Regions from separate parts of the Zea mays genome. Here region 2 is linked to region 1. Evidence: chromatin contacts called from public Hi-C data. All regions are on one chromosome and are shown on one strand. Each heading gives the region's core, a stretch centred on a gene start, on an enhancer-like site or on the middle of the called end of the contact. The rest is flanking DNA. Distances are from core to core; before and after follow the strand shown. Region 1 holds the start of LOC100383225. Region 2 holds the start of LOC100285500.

The links. Hi-C and Micro-C count contacts between places; a contact is called where the count stands out from the background.
Region 2: a Hi-C map of ear shows a contact between it and region 1, with 4 times the contacts expected there. The contact joins the promoter of LOC100285500 here to the promoter of LOC100383225 in region 1. A contact is called at or near these places in 5 of 25 Hi-C or Micro-C datasets (ear, leaf, root tip and 1 more).

Annotation. Positions count from the first base shown.
Region 1 is chr8:80,375,470-80,380,570 of Zm-B73-REFERENCE-NAM-5.0, reverse strand. It overlaps LOC100383225, which reads left to right and starts at 2,528. Exons shown (of 12, transcript NM_001318964.1): 1 at 2,528-2,863; 2 at 3,138-3,306; 3 at 3,406-3,542; 4 at 3,635-3,836; 5 at 3,928-4,175; 6 at 4,272-4,386; 7 at 4,465-4,606; 8 at 4,683-4,825; 9 at 4,937-5,101. The coding sequence starts at 2,642.
Region 2 is chr8:80,640,890-80,646,202 of Zm-B73-REFERENCE-NAM-5.0, reverse strand. LOC100285500 reads right to left here and starts at 3,592. Exons shown (of 4, transcript NM_001369854.1): 1 at 3,247-3,592; 2 at 1,333-1,884; 3 at 858-995; 4 at 400-765. The coding sequence starts at 3,405. The coding sequence ends at 670. LOC100283650 reads left to right here. Exons shown (of 7, transcript NM_001369887.1): 7 at 1-40.

The DNA.
Region 1 (5,101 bases), core at 1,279-3,778:
AATTAGTTATTCACATGACACAATAGAACTACGAAGAATATAAATAAGCACAAATCTGATTTTACCCATTTGTAGCAGTGTTAATCATTTAGCTCGGAAATAACAACCGGAAAGTAATCAACAAAGTTTGCTTGTGAATTGGCACATTCTAATCTATCTAATTAACAATTCACATCATACCTTTCATCAATTAAAAGAAATGGTTGTATGTATGGGTATTAACTCGATCTAGGGGTAGGGATTGGGATGGCGGCATCGTACCTTGCACCGAGTTAGCAGAAACAGAAGCTGTATAGGAGGATGCGCTACAAATTAAAAGCAATACCTTGCCGGAGATGAGAGACGTGGACAAGAGGAGCAGTGAGCAGGAGAAGCCGACAGCGGTGATGTGGTCGGCGTCGTAGCAGAGCAACCCGACTCTGGTGTACACGCGTGCTCGGACGACATAGAGTTCCCAAATGCTCATCATTTATCTTCATCGAATGTGTGCTGACCTAGGAGAAGTGGAGGTCGTGGGGAGGAAGCATGCAGGAGTGGACGTCGTGGGGACTGAGGAGGGGGAGTCGGTTGCATGACCTGCGCAGGGAGTGGGGACGGTGGAGACCGCACGAATGGGGAAGGCCACCAGCGGGAGAGGCACGACCGATGGGGCGGTGGAGTGTAGGCTGTCCGCTTGCGGGAGATTGACCGCTCTGTCGCACGGTGAAGGCTAGCAAACAACGGGGATGCTGGAGGCCGCGGGTGGAAGCTGGCAAGTGGCAGCCGGGACGCTGGAGGCCGCGGGTGGCGGCTGGCAAGCGGCGGGGCGCTGGAGACCGCGGGTGGCGGCTGGCAAGCAGCGGGGGCGCTAGAGGCCACGGGGTGCTGAAGGTTAGGGTTTTTCCATTTGCCGTATGTCATGGGCTGCAGTGTGCGGGATCGGACGGTGGGATCGGACGGGATCGGACGATTGAGATTGTTTACACGATAGAATGGACGGCTGAGATCGCAGAATGGCAGGCTACCATTACCGTCTTAATAAGTAGTAGAGATTTGCTATATGATGCACAGGGCCTCCCAAAATGTCAGGCCCCCTGTGTGGTAATATGTCAGGTCAGGGTAGGAAATGGATAAACTGTTACTAGTTGTCAAAACATTAATTCTTGAAGTTGGTCTTGCACTACATGTAGATAGAATATCCTAGATCCATTTCTCTGTTTTGCTGGTCGTCCCATGTGTGCTGCTGACCACCACGCTGTTCTTCATCCCTCCCCCTCTCTCCATTCTACATATCCATGAATATTTTTGTTCAATAGTGTATTGTCTGTTGGTAACGTCTCTCTGTAATGAAGGAAGGAAGGAAGAAAGAAAGAAAGATGGTGAACTCTGTAATGATTCGTTTTTCTTTGTTTTTCCCCATGATGAATCCAGTACAAACTGAGGGTTAGCCAAGTGAGTATGAAAATTACATGGTTTTGGCATCATCTTCTTATGACAGCCATTATGGTTCGCACAAGATTTGAATCAGGTCTGCAGCTTTGTTTGGTTTTGTTTTTGTTCTTTGTCGAAGGCAATTGCATAATAATAACCGCATTGCGTCACATCGCATCACCCCGGACGTGCCACTTGTCCTTTCGGATATTCTGCACCTACAATTTATAGAAACAAAATACTGCAGAAGCCACAGCCATAGTCGAATTAAAGCCGCAGTGAGCACTTGCTTTGGATCCAAAATACGATAGATACTCTTTTGGTTGCTGACGCTGCTGCAGCGAATGAAGAATAAAAAAACGGAAATTTGGTCACCTGACCGCATCTGCAACGTTGTGGCGGCTTCTCCTTCTTGCCTGTCCATGTGCATTCATCTCACTCAGCCAGGCACAGCACAAACTGCACTAGACCTTCATTTTTTTAGAAAAAAAAAGAATGGCATATAACTAGAGGGATGTGGTGACTGGTGCTGGTGAGTGAAATTACAGAATCTTTGGCTCACTGCGGCCCCTGCTGCTTAATTTATTGACATATAAAACACTGTTTTTCGCTGTAGATTGCATTGACATAGACCAGAATCTACATGCATTTTATGTTCTATGTAATTAACGTAATTACTGGTTACTAGTAATGAGCAGCAGCAATAGCTTTGATAGATTTGCATGGTTTGACTGGCCCATGACTTCCCTGAATACTCACACAAGAAGATGAGATTGAGATGCACATAGACTTGGTTCTGTGTGGTTTGATTCATACGCAGGCATCGACCGACCGGAATCACATAGCACATGGAGTCATGGTGGATGCTTCTTGTTTCTCTTTCACCTCAGCTGCCTTTCCCTTGCCTACTGGACTCTGGGAGTAGTAGTAGGAGTGTACATCTCTGTCTCTCTCTCTCTCTCTCTCTCTCTCTCTCTCTCTCTCTCTCTCTCTATCTCTCTCTCTCTGTTCCTCCATTTTTCACCACTCTGTTTGCCAGGCAGACAGCACAGCGCATTAATTCACTCGTCCCTCCCCAGCTCCCAGCTCCCATGCCAGCGCAGTAGATGCTGCGAGCTACCACACCGAATACCCACCCATGCTGCACACGATACGATTGCAGTCGCGGTCTCGCTGCTGTGGGAGTCCCTCTGCTCTACTGCCGTGAGAGTTGAGACAGCAGACAGACAGCATGGTGTGGAAGAGCTGGGGCGCTGCGCCATCGCTGCTGCTGCTGCGCATTGCTCTGCTCCTCCTCGGCGCTGCGGCGCCACTCTGCTCCGGCGCCGGCGACGTCGCCCTCAGTTTCGCAGCCACCCCGCGCCGCGTCTCCAGGTCCACGTCCGCCGCCTTCGCCTTGCGGGTCCTGCGCGCCACCGGAGGGCCTTGCGCCGACTGCGTCGTTACCTGCCAGGTACCACGATATACGCCCGGCATTGCTGCCTGCCTGCCTGCCTCAAGCACACACGGCGCAGATGAGCGCTCACCATGCATGCATGGCTGCTTCCTTGTTCGTCGCCCTCCTCCTGGCTACTTCATCTGCAGCCATCCTTCTTGTCCTCTCCTAGCAACGTACGGAACCATATGTGCTAGGTGGTGGGTTGATTGAATTTGATGCAGGAACAGCAACACTAAGGATCGGTCGGTCGATGCTTGCTTGTGTTTGCATGTCATGTACGTCCATGCAGTTGGACGGCGAGGCAGCGTCGCTCTGCGGTGGGACGGCGGCGGCGAGCTATGCGGGGCTCAGGGACGGCAACCACAGCTTCACGGCGTGCGCGAGCACGACGTCAGCTTCGAACTCGTCGTCCAGCCCCAGCCCCACCCCCACCTGCGCCACCTACGCTTGGGATGTTGGTTGAGTAACAAACAAAACCTGGCTGCCTGCCTGCCGCCTTCTTCTCCGCTGTGCATGTGACGACTGTGAATAATGACGCGAGCTCTGCGCCGTTGCAGACACTGTCCCCCCGACGGCGTCCGTGTCGGCGGGGCCGGCGTTCACGAGCGCGTCCTCCACCGTGTCGGCGCTCGTCTCCTTCTCCGAGCCCTGCCCCGGCCGCGGTGGATTCGTCTGCAACGCCACCTACTGCAATGTACGTTACTGCACCGCGCTGAATTGTCTCCGTCCGTCTGTCTGTCTGTCTGCACGCGCACGCAGCCAAAATCTGTATTGTCTGCGTTGCAGCTCATCGTGTACGGCTCCGGCAGTGTGGATCCGTCGACGCTCCAGGTGCTGAGCCCCGGCCTGCGCTACTCCGTGGCCGTCGCCATCTCGCCGGACGCCGAGTACGGCCGCCTCGTCCTCGTCATGGGCAGGGGCTTCTGCACGGACGCCGCCGGACACCCGTTCACCAGGACGCCCAACTCCACTTTCACCCTGCGCTTCGGTACGCCATGTGCACACCTGGACTGAAACACGTACGACGACGGGACGGGGCATGGATCACTGGTAGCACCGTACGTTTGGTTTGGTTTCAGATCGAAGGAGCGACTCCATGAACATCACCGCCACCGTTGCCGAGAAGATGGTGCAGATACAGGGCGTCACCAGGCTGGTTCAGGCCAGCAACGAGGAAGAGGGCCTGAGGATATACCTGGCCTTCGCCCAGCCGGTGCTCAACTCGTCGGAGCAGATCCTGCGCGCGCTTACAGCGACTGACGCCGTCGCCGTGCACCTCACACCCACCAACAGAAGCACCCTCGGCAACCGCCGCTTCGGCTACGTTGTAACTCCTCTCTCTCTCTCCATGTTCTTCGAATCACTCACTGATCGCGACTGCTACGACAGCTTGTTTTGTTTCTCTGACATATATAACTACTAGGTGAAGAAGATGTCTGACGCCGCCGCCATTGTGAGCGTTGCCTGCGACACAAGCTCTATTATCAGCAGGCAAGGGACTCCGGTGGTTCCAGCAGAGCCATTCACGTTTCTTTATGGTTAGTTAGTCCCCCTCTGTCTGCTGACTAGCATTTTTCAGACCTACTACTCTCACTTGTTGAGTTCTTGCTTGGTAGATACACAGAGACCTTGGGTTAAGCTCGGCACATCGACTCGGCGGACCAGCTCACGCGACATCCTCGTCCTCATCAAGTTTGCAAAGCCTGTGTTCAACTTCAGCTCCTCGGCAGTGCAGGTGTCTGGGGGCAATGTGTTGAGGCAAGATTATACATTATATATATATGATCTTAAAGCACCTTCTCTAGCTTATTACAAACACCTTGGGTTGTTTCAGCTTTCATGAAGCCAGTAAGAGCATATACACGCTGCAGATACAGGCCGTCGGTCAGCTGGTATCGGTTCAGGTAGCTGAGAACGCGGCCATGGACGTCGCCGGGAACCCCAACCTAGCATCAGACCGTCTTCAAGTCAGGCACTGTATGTATGAGCATCTTCTTTGCTTCACACATTCATACACAGACACTCGATCGTTAGGCAGGGCAGGCAGCAGGGCGCTTGATGAACTAGTACTACTGCTGCTGCATGCAGATTCTGTGCCCGCGTCATCTTCTTGGATCGCGGCGATCACCACCGTCGTATTTCTGACAACTGCTGCCGTTGCCGCGCTCCTCACCGTCTCCACGTCGTCTCTCGTCGCTGCCGGAGCTGTCTCGAGGCCCTCTTCCTACATGATCTCGGAGCCATCAAGAAATG
Region 2 (5,313 bases), core at 2,343-4,842, 260 kb before region 1:
ACCGTCTGTTTTTATTCTTGTTTTTGGATCTATTTGTCTACATATCCCTACCATCATGATGGCCCACCGTCTGTTTTTGGTCTTGATTTTGGATCTTGTTTTTGCGTGAGAGGGTAGATGCTATTCTGGAGCTGTGTGATTAGACATTACTTGCGATGAGATTTTGGATCTATATTACACCATATCCATACCATCATGATAGCTTGGTCTTGTTTTTGGGGGTACATATTATTCTAGAGCTGTGGGATTAGACATTATTATTATTTGACGGACAGAATGCCATCATGATAGGACAATATGAAACCATGATCATATTCTGTTACCTTTCCTCCTGTTGCCCAATGATCCATGTTCAGGAGCACAATGCTAACAGTCAGATTCAGATAACATTAAAAAAAATGCCAAGCAAGCAAGAGGGGAGCTGAGTTTTATTACCATCTTCAAGCCTTTTGTACAGTACAGGGGGGCTAGACTACCATACCAAATTTTCAGCTCTTCACTCGCACCCAAGGGCCCGGAGGAGATTATTATTACACAGCATGCTGCCCGAGAGAAACAGGAGAGGTCAATTGAATGAATTCCGACGGGCATCGCGGCGCCTCTCCAGCGCACAAGGTAAGGACGATGGAGCGGCGCCTAGCTAGAAGCCAAAACCAAGCATACTTGGATCTACTTGCTTGGCTTCAGCAGGTCGCATTCTTCGATCTTGGCAAATCTCCCTCGCACTCTTGGCTGGCTGTCTGCCAGAGCCTTCCTGCACGCGTACTGCAAATCAACAACCCCCCGGCATCAGGTTAATAAGCATACAAGCTGTGGAGGTTTACTTTTTTTTGTTTACAGTGGCCGAGAACTAGTACCTTGATCTTCCTGCCAAAGTTCCGCTTGATCTTCTTCTTCCTATACCTGGAAAGCTTTTGCTTCCTTTCTTCGGTCTTGAGGTCACTGATGGTCACACAAACATTTGCTGCTGGTCGAGGCGTGTTGGCTCCAAGGTTCTGTCAAAATTGGAAACGCTAAGTGCCTAGCAAATTAATAAGCATCTACCAGATTTTCACATTCATGCCTTCAACACAGAATCGCGACAACACATGTACCACTATCTTGTCTTGCATACAAAAGCAGCCAACTTGAAAGAAAACAGAATACTGTGCAGAATAGGAAGGCATGGATCAGCTAAAGTAATGACCTAAAAAAAAAGGGTAACGCAACTTCCTTGTTAAAGAAAAGACTTTTACGCTGTAAGTGCGTTCTTTTCCCCATGACGAGTAGGATAGCAACTTCCTTGTTACAATAGAACAGTACAGGAGAAAAGGAGATGCTTATCATTCAAACCTGAATGTCTCCTTCGCTGTAAGCTCTCCTCAGCCCAAATGCTGCCTCAAAGTCCAGCCCCTGGAAGTCTAGAAAGTTTGGCCTGGCAGGTCCATTCATCCAATCTGCTGAGTTGAGGCATCCAGAACTAACACTTTTTTGGAGCGAGCATTCAGGAACGGATTGCTTCTCTTTCTCCATGGCCGGGAGCTGCTGGTTCTGTATAAGAACCTGTTCAGCTTGGCTTGGGATTTCTTCAACTTGCAGCATAGGAATCTTAACATCCATAAGTTCAGAAATTGTCTCTTCGATTGTGGACTTCTCCATGAGTTCCTTCTCGCACTCGTACAGCACCTCACTCAGGAGGGGGTCATTTTGGATGGTGCCGATGCCTGCGTCCTTAATAGTTTGATCCATGACAGCACTTCCATTGCCAGCCATCATTGAAAAGGCAGCTGCGACAGGATCGAGGCTGAGCAGCGGTTCCTCGATGATGGCTTCTGGAGCTTTGAACAGGTCCCCTTCTCCTCCCAGGTCATATTCTGATACCATGGATGGCTGTACCAAGTTCCCCTGTGCAGTAACGAAACAGAGATGAGAAGAAAACTTCCAATGGGCTAGAAGATGATAAGCACCATAGTAATTACAAGCGTAGCGGTATATGTCTAAATAAAATGTTAGTAGGATGAACAGAGACTGAAATAATCTTATTGTCTGTTAAGAATATTATTTTTGTGGTAGGCCACCATTGCCAATGCTTTGTTTAGTTTTTTTTTTGTTTTGTCTGTATTGACCTGCTGTGTGAAGTTGCAGATAATAGACAACTCCTTTCAACAGATATAGTAATTAACAAGTATGGGCTGACGCACATGCCAATCAAGTCCCCATCGTGCTCTGCGAGCATATATACTAGTGGACATGGTCGGGCATATTAGCAGTAAAGAAAAAAGCAATTGAAATCCAGGCCAAAAACTGAACTGGATGGCTGAACCAAATTCGGCCCCTCCCCTCTTGAACAGTGTGAAGGTCAGAAGGAGAAGATTCAAAACAGAAAAGCACCCCGAAAAAGTTGCAGCCAACACGAGCGATTCTTATTCAGAAAATAATCTATTTCATGGTAGACGGAAGAAATAAATAAATTGATATAGATATACGAAGATGCAGAATCAGAAATGCCATGCAAGAACTACTAGTGTTGTGATTCACTTATGTTTTTTTATTTAGAAGAAATGGATGATTGTTTATTTGGGCACAAGGATTTTTCATCAGGTGATCAAGTGGAGGACTCTATTATTTTATTTAGTACTAGTAGGATAGAAGAGGCAAATGGATTATGCAGAAAGATAACCCATGCTTAATTTGTGCAAAAAGAAAAGAAAAAGAAAAGAAAAGATGTGTGAACCTGTTATTGCAAATACAGGTATGGATTGCAGGGATAACAAAGGGTTGTCTTTTCTACTTGTAGGTGACATGTGCACACATGTAGTATTACTATTACTCTTATTACTAAGTAAACGCACATATATAATTAATAAATATAGTATATGATGAATATGAAGCCAGAGCGGGGAGTGGGGGCGAAAAAGGAAGGATAGCGACATTTTCTTCTTCTTCTTCTTCTCTTTTCGATTGTGGGGAGACGGCGGCGGCGACTGCGACGGCGCATAAACAGCCAGCCAGCTAGCTAGCAACTCTAGTCATCAGAAATTTGTCCATCCACAAAAGAGTGCTCTGATTTGGAAATTCGTGGAAACAGAGATCCCTACTAATTGCACGAAACAGAGAGAAAACCCTAGCTAGCGAGCGAGTTCATCTGTGGGTAGGGGGAGCAGCGAAGAAACAGCAGCAACTTTGTAGAGTGTATTCGGATGGAAATGGATGGAACCGCAATCAAGCAAGAGGCAGCAAGCAGAGCAGATGTGTTGCTATGCTCACCAGGTAGGCGTCGTGGTCCATGGCGGGCATGGAGAGGAGGGGTGGCTCGGAGGAGAAGGCGTAGTCGAACGGCGGCGGCGGCGGCTGGGGCTGCGAGGAAGTGAGGGTGGGGGAGTAGGCGGCGGCGAAGGCGAAGGCGAACCCGGCGTCGGCGTACATGCTGCTTGAATTCCGCGTGTGCGGTGAGCGGTTTGGCTGGCCCTCAGTCTCTGCAGCACTGAGGTGGAGCTGTAATAAGTTTGTCTTGTCCTGTGGCGGCGGTTTGTTAAGCAGCGGCCAGCGGGGGTGAGGGGGCAGGTTGGTTGGCGTTGTGTTGGTGGTGAGCGACGGTGTTTTTACCTCGTCGGGATCGGAAGAGTGAAGAGCCCGAGTGGGCCGTGGGGGGTTTATAGCCAGCACTAGCAGGAGCAGGACGGCCGCAGGAGGAAGACGAAACCAACAAGAAAAGAAAAGAAAAAGAAAATAAAATAAAAAGGGAGAATGGGACAAAAGCGTGGTGGGCCTGGGACGTCGCCGTCGTGGACCCCACCACCAACAGTAACTCTCGCACAGCTGCAATGCAATGCAATGCAATCTTTGTGCTAGTGCTAGAGATGAGAAGAGAAGAAGAATGGAATTGGTGGTGGACGGACCTCTCGTCGATCGCGGTTGCATGTCGACGAGGCCGTAAAAGAACTCCCAGATGATCAGCAGCAGCAGCTTGCTAGCTAATTGCCAACCTGTTTCTGTCAGTTACTTTTGCTGCTGTTTTTTTTTTCCAAAGAAATACTATATATTTTGTCAACAATCTTAGCAAGCTAATAAGTGACTGTAAATTTCTTTTACACAATATGGCACCCCGTTGGTGGTGTGATGTGACCCAGGCACCAACGAGGACGTCAGGTATAATAACAAGTCTGAAAAGGAGGCCATGACAAGTTGAAGTTGGGATTTTTATTTGTACACAAGCAAGCAGAAGAAGCAGAAGCTGCAGAAGATTCCCACTCACTCACTCTCCACTCCCCAGCAGCAGCAGCTATAGCTTCAGCTGGGACCATTCACTGGACTGCATTGCATTCCCGCTTGCAACGAGATGAGAGAATCCAATTGATGAGTTGCATGCGTCGCGAGCTGCACAACACAATCATGAGCAATTAAGTGACCCAGCACCCTACAGTAACTCCCCTAGCTGCACTTAATAATTAATCCCCTATTATATTATAGTATATATACCCATGCATGCATGCATGCATAAAACGATGATCCAAGCATGCAGTGCAGGAAAGGATGGATGCATGCTGTGAATTTCAGGGTTCAGGCTACCTTAGCTAGTTTTCATTCATTCATTCATTCATTGATGCAAAACCAGCCAGCCATTCATGCAGTTTTCGTTGACCATTATTGCTTTCTTTCTTCACCAAATAAGTTACATTATTCTCCTTTAAATAATTAAGTAAATAACTAAATATTCGGTTCTTCCCTCTCGTGAGAAGCAGGCGCAGGGGTTCAGAATTGTTCTGAGTTCTTCTTGCATTTGACGGCCGCTTGCTTACTGGTTGTGTCAACGAGCTAGAGGCCTAGCTATTTGACCTTCTGCTGATACACTACACCGGCCGGCCTGCATGCGGTTTGTTATCTTCAGCCAAAGATATTGTCGGCGTTTCGAGACCGGGGGTCACTCAGGCCGACGAGTGAGTGCCGCGTGCCCCAGCCCAGATGGGTCGAGCGCGTGGGCGAGCACAAAGGGGGGAAAGGAGCGAGGCGGCCGGAGTCCGGCGTGAGAGAGGTGGGAATCCCGTGGCCTTCGTGTTCGTCCCGCGCCCAGGTCGGGTGCGCTTGCAGTAGGGGGTTACAAGCGTTCACGCGGGAGAGGGAAGCGAGCGGCCTCAAGAGAGCGCCTGTCCCGTCCTCGTCCCCGCGCGGCCAACCCCCTCTAGGAGGGCCCTGGTCCTTCCTTTTATAGGCGTAAGGAGAGGATCCAGGTGTACAATGGGGGTGTAGCAGAGTGCTACGTGTCTAGCGGGGGAGAGCTGACGCCCTAAGTACATGCCAATGTGGCAGCCGGAGAGATCTTGGCACCCTGCTGGT